Regions from separate parts of the Sus scrofa genome. Here region 1 is linked to region 2. A link is a contact called in public Hi-C data. All regions are on one chromosome and are shown on one strand. The core of a region is the stretch at or near the end of the contact, and the rest is flanking DNA. Distances in the headings are between cores, read along the strand shown. Region 1 overlaps AKAP2 (A kinase (PRKA) anchor protein 2). Region 2 has its middle 73 kb from the start of AKAP2.

What was found. A called contact is a pair of places that touch in the nucleus more often than the background predicts.
Region 1: a Hi-C map of skeletal muscle shows a contact between it and region 2, with 3 times the contacts expected there. The contact joins two enhancer-like sites. A contact is called at or near these places in 1 of 47 Hi-C or Micro-C datasets (skeletal muscle) and 1 of 2 datasets of contacts at active chromatin or transcription factors (skeletal muscle).

Annotation. Positions count from the first base shown.
Region 1 is chr1:251,128,902-251,131,724 of Sscrofa11.1, forward strand. All of the region lies in intron 1 of AKAP2 (A kinase (PRKA) anchor protein 2), which reads left to right. Among named protein-coding and RNA genes, the nearest start is that of AKAP2, 63 kb to the left of the region's middle. Within about 2 kb of position 1,265, at least 6 of the 83 cell types and tissues checked have an H3K27ac peak or open chromatin away from gene starts, as enhancers often do. A contact at or near this core is called in skeletal muscle, where this site is marked.
Region 2 is chr1:250,993,440-250,996,139 of Sscrofa11.1, forward strand. It overlaps a transcript of AKAP2 not described here. Among named protein-coding and RNA genes, the nearest start is that of AKAP2, 73 kb to the right of the region's middle. Within about 2 kb of position 1,287, at least 29 of the 83 cell types and tissues checked have an H3K27ac peak or open chromatin away from gene starts, as enhancers often do. A contact at or near this core is called in skeletal muscle, where this site is marked.

The sequences.
Region 1 (2,823 bases), core at 15-2,514, 140 kb after region 2:
TTCTTAACCCACTAGGCCACCAGGGAACTCCCACAGTGGCATCTTTGATCTTGAACTTTCCCTGGTGTGGCCAGGGTTCAGGTAAACTGGGGGCATCTTTCTGCATCATACGCCTGACTTTCTTTGCCTCTAGGGGCTCTGATCCCAGAAGTGGTTGTTGTGGTGCATTTATGTTCCTGAATGCTTAAATTTTGCCATGATGGAGCCAGGCTTGTAAAGAGGAAGGCGAGCTGGATATGTGACTCTAATTGGGCTCAATGTTTTAAACATCTTGTATTCTCTCAGGAAATTCTTTTGTATTGATATCCCAACTCTGAAATTAATTAGCCTAAAACATGATTTGTTAAACACGAACTGGAGAGTGAAATCAAGTGCTTTTAAAGAACACTTTTCATAACAGGCTCTATCACGTTGCTGAAAGAAAAACAAGCTCACTTAGGCATTTGGCATTGCACAGTGACATTGGTGGGGAGCTAACAGATGCCCTGGAACCACTGCAGTTTTTGCAGGCAGAGCCCTGTACCCTCTCCCTTTCCCATCCCCTTAATGGCCATGTGCCCTGCCAAGATGAGATACAGGAGTTTTGCTTTTTTTTTTTAAGGCTGCACATGTGGCCTATGGAAGCTCCCAGGCTAGGGGTCAAAGTGGAACTGCAGCTGCTGGCCTACGCTACAGCCACAGCCAGGTGGGATCTGAGCCACATCTGTGACCTATGCTGCAGCTTGTGGCAATGCCAGATCCTTCATCCACTGAGCGAGGCCAGGGATCGAACCCGCATCCTCACAGAGACTAGTCAGGTTCTTAATCCGCTGAGCCACAATGGGAACTCCGAGCCACAGGAGTTTTAACCATCTGCACTGATTCTGAGGTTCCGCATGAAATCACACCAGCGCAGGGAGCGTGGCTTGGCGTTACGTTTTTGCACTTTGCATAAGATGTGCTCAGCAAAACTAAGGGGGAAAATGGGAGGCTGAGTGTTTGTAGAGTACAACAAAGCAACATCTTGGCTCCAGGCAACTTTTTTGTTCCAACAGCCTTCCAGCGTCGCACACACAGCTTGTGATGTTTGTTAATTGTGTTTCTGCAGCATTGGTACCCGCCCCCCACAAAGCCCAGCCCCTGTTATTTCCTGTCCTTGGATCTCCACCTTCCGCCCGCTTGCTTGGGGAGGGGTCCACATCCGGAATGGGCCGGCTGTTCTCAGATCCCTGCTATTGTGGTCCAAACTGTGTGCCAGACAAACAGACCTTCTTGGGAGTGGCCAGACATTATCTAGAAAATTCCAACCACTCAGCTGAAGAGAAAGGCACTCACCTTGGGCCTTGAGAGGAGACATCCAGGCGTCTGAAGTAGAACCAGATGGTAGGCACAGTTTTTAAGATGACATCTGAGACATACCTAAGAACCCAATGTGAAGCTTGAGATTTAACGAGCTGAGCTACATCCTCATCCTGTGACTTGGGAAAACAAAAAGCATGTCAATATTTGCTTCTTTAGAGTGGGTTTAGGAGAGGCGGACAAGCCAGGGCTTCTATCTCCACTCTGTGGCTCACTCGCTTTGTGTCCTTGGGCAAGTTATTTAAGCTCTGAACCTCCATCGGCAAAATAGGGATCATACCCTCCTTCAAGGTATTGCTACGTGGATCTGTTGAGATAATGTAGGTAAAAGGCAGAATGAAATGCCTAGACATTGTAATGTCCATTCATCATTGGGACAATTATCACCCGTATCAGTTCTGTTGCCTGTAAAGAAAACCGGTACACAGGAACAGCTCAAGGGAAGAGTTTGAAGATCCATTTAGAGTATGTGATAAGGCAGACAAAGACTCTTGGGGCTAATCTTGTTAGTCAGACTGTTCCAGCTTCTGCTGCCATATCTGCAAGAGGCAACATGGTAGTAAAAGGCCCTGAGATGGGCAGCTTCACCACTCATTACTGGATGTCTTGGGGCAGGTCATTTAAACATCTCTGAGTCTCAGTTTCCTGAGTCATACCATGGAGCTTTCAAGAGCCCTGGCCTCCTGGGTGAATTTTGTTTTTTTTTTTCTTTTTAGAGCTGCACCTGCGGCATATGGAAATTTCCAGACTAGGGGTCAGATTGGAGCTGCAGTTGCCGGCCTACAGCCACAGCTGCAGCAACACCAGAGCTGAGTCATATCTGCAACTACATCATAGCTTGTGGCAACTCAGGGTCCTTAACCCACTGAGTGAGGCCAGGGAATGAACCCACATTCTCATGGATACTAGTTGGGTTCTTAACCCACTGAGCCACAACAAGAACTTCCTGGGTGGGTTTTGAGGCATAAGTGTGATTGTGCCTTCACATTGCTTAGTTGAATTCTTGGCATATCATAAACACTCAATATAAGGTTATGATCATACGATCTTGAACCTCAGGTCTCTGGGCCCCCGCCTACTTTCCCCATCTTGACAAGTACACATGCACTGTCAGCTTCAAGATGCTGCAGCTTCTGTCTTTGCAAAGTGGCTTTGTTGGTTGACAGTATCCATGCATGTCCTGCCTGCAGCTGTGCTCTCTGGGGATGCCCTTATTCTACACGCACCGCTTTGCTCTCTCTTTTGTCCATGAGTTATTGTTTGGTTGGTTGGTTGGTTTTGCTTTTTAGGGCCACATATGTGGCATATGGGAGTTCCCAGGCTAGGGGTTGAATCAGAGTGGCAGCTGCTGGCCTACACCACAGCTCATGGTCGCACCGGATCCTTAACGCACTGAACAAGGCCAGGGATCGAACCCGGGTTCTCGTGGGTACTAGTCGGGTTCATTACTGCTGAGCCACAATGGGAACTCCTGTCCATGAGTTC
Region 2 (2,700 bases), core at 37-2,536:
GCCTGCCGATTCAGTGATTGTTGTTTGTTGTTGAACAAGAGATCCGGGGAAGGAATAGGCACATCTCACATCAGATAAAGGAACACGTGGTCATCACTGATCTGTGACAGGTGCAGGTGACCAAGATCTGTTTTGAGTGATTGCGCCAAATGACTGAATGTCTCAACATTAAAATATGATAGAGGGGTTTGCATTGTGGTGAAAAGGGATTGGCGGCATCTCTGCATGGCCAGGACACAGGTAGGATCCCTGGCCTGGCACAGTGGCTTAAAAATCCGGTGTTACTGCAGCTGCAGCATAAGTTGCAACTGCAGCTGGGATCTGATCCTTGGCCCAGGAGCTCCATATGCGGCCAAATGAGAGGAAAAAAAAAAAAAAAAAAAGTGAGCTAGTCGATATGCAGAAGAGGCAGTTAGGCTCTGTGTCTTGAAGGGAAAAATGACAAAGGATTTGCAGACATGTCTTAAAACCCCCACAGGGACGTGCTTAAGGAAGTTCTGGCAAGACCAGAAAGCTGAGAATGAGGTCCCAGGGAAAGCTGACACGGTTGTGTTTAAATCTGTGGGTTTGAGGTGTTTTGTGGTCACGTGGGCCTCTTTCCCTAGCAGGCAGTGGGCGTATGGACATGTGGGTCTCATCTCCAGCCCTAGATGATGAGTTTTCTGAAAGCGGGGACTTCGCCCTTTTCGCTGCAGTGGTTCAGCACTATGTTTGATACCCAAAGAGGACCCGTAGATATTTATTGAATGAATGAATGAATGAGTCAATGCGGAAGGAGTTAGGACTGAAGCTCTGGGGTCTCGAATTCTGGATCGCCTTTTTCTTTTTATTTATTTGGCTTCTTAGGGCCGCACCCGCAGCATATGGAAGTTCCCCGGCTAGGGATCAAATTGGAGCTGCAGCTGCCAGCCTATAGGACAGCCACAGCAGTGCAGGATCTGAGCTGCATCTGCGACCTACACCACAGCTCACGGCAATGCGGGATCCTTAACCCACTGAATGAGGCCAAGGATTGACCCCACATCCTCATGGGTACTAGTCAGGTTCGTTAGTGCTGAGCCATGATTTGAACTCCAGGACTGGTTTGAGCACAGCTCCCAAGGGGAGAGGGACTCCTGTGTGTGCTCAGAGAATCGTAGTCCTAGGGGTGTGGTCTGTGCTGCAGCTTTGGGTGCCCTCAGGGCCAGGGGCCTGGATTGACTGGGAAACCTCCCTCTGGACTTCCACTAAATGGAAACTGAAACTGGACTCTCGGGAGAAAACAAAGATCAACAGTGGCTATTTTGATCCTTACGCTATCTCCTGTCTAAGCAGCTCAGTCCACTTCCTGTTTATAGGCTCAGCAGAGCCAAAGGGACTGAACCTCTGAGGAAAAGATTTTCTCTGGGGATTTCTAGCCAGATCAGCAAACAGGAAATGGGCAGGACCCTGCCAAGACAGATGTTTGTCTTTCTGCCAGCCTGGCAGGTGTGATGGTGCCCTGGCTGGAGTGGGCAACACAGGTGTCTGAAAGAGGAGCCTCCAATCCTGCATCTGGCCTTCAGCATCTACCCCTCACACCTAGCTCCACTCCCACCCCCCCAAATCTGGGGGCTTCACGTGAAGCCACTCGGGGCTGGTGCCGAGGCACTGGGGAGGGCCCTCCCCGCCGGGTATGCAGATGTGATATTCTGGGGCTGCCTGGGCAGCTGCGTTTCACTTTCAAACACCCAGAAGGAAAGGCTCTCTGTGGCCGGCCTTCTGTCTTCACGTGGAGAATCTCAGGATTTCAGAGTTCCGGTTGTGGTGCAATGGAAACAAATCTGACTAGGAACCGTGAGGTTTTGGGTTTGATCCCTGGCCTCATTCAGGGGGTCACTGCTATGAGCTGTGGTGTAGGTCGCAGCTGTGGCTCAGATCCTGTGTGGCTGTGGCTGTGGTGTAGGCTGGCATCTGTAGCTCTGATTAGACCCCTAGCCTGTTGAAACTCCGTATGCTGTGGGAATGGCCCTTAAAAAAAAAAGAATCTCAGGATTTCCTCATGACAGAACAGGAGGCCCAGATTTTCAGGGAGTGACCTTCAACCCAATTCCTGTCCTGGCTACAAAACTCTGGAGCTGGACACAGCCAGAAGGACCCTTAGGGAATGAGGGGCTAAGAGAAAATAGTGACATAAAAGCAGCTGAGCAGTGGTGGGGTTGCAGACTGCAAGGCCCTGTGAGCCGTCAGTTCTTCCCTGCAACCCCTACACACACCACACACATGTACACAGACCACACTATGTGCACAGGTCTAACATACATGTGTACACATGTACACACACACACACACCCTTCTCCCAGAAAAGTTCTGTCTAGATGGGACCTCTCAGCTAACACCTGAAAAACTGGAAGGGTAGCCATGCCAAGAACATTCCAGGCAGTAGGGCCAGCATGTGCAAAGGCTGGGCAGCTCCACCCCTGTGGTCTGGGCCAAAGTGGACAGTTTGTGGCTCCCTCCACAGCTTCTGCTTTCTCATGCCTGGGACCCCGAGCCTGCTCTTGCCTAACCTCCCCCCACCGCCGCCTCCACCGTCCTAATCTTCCAGCATCTTTCTCACTTATTGCAACTCCTAAATTCACTCCCAAAGGGTAGCAGGTAGAAAGCTGGGTCCGAAAACTCATGGGCAAGAAATAACACCTATTTTCTTTAAATCAAATTCTGGTCGACTCTGAGCTGCAG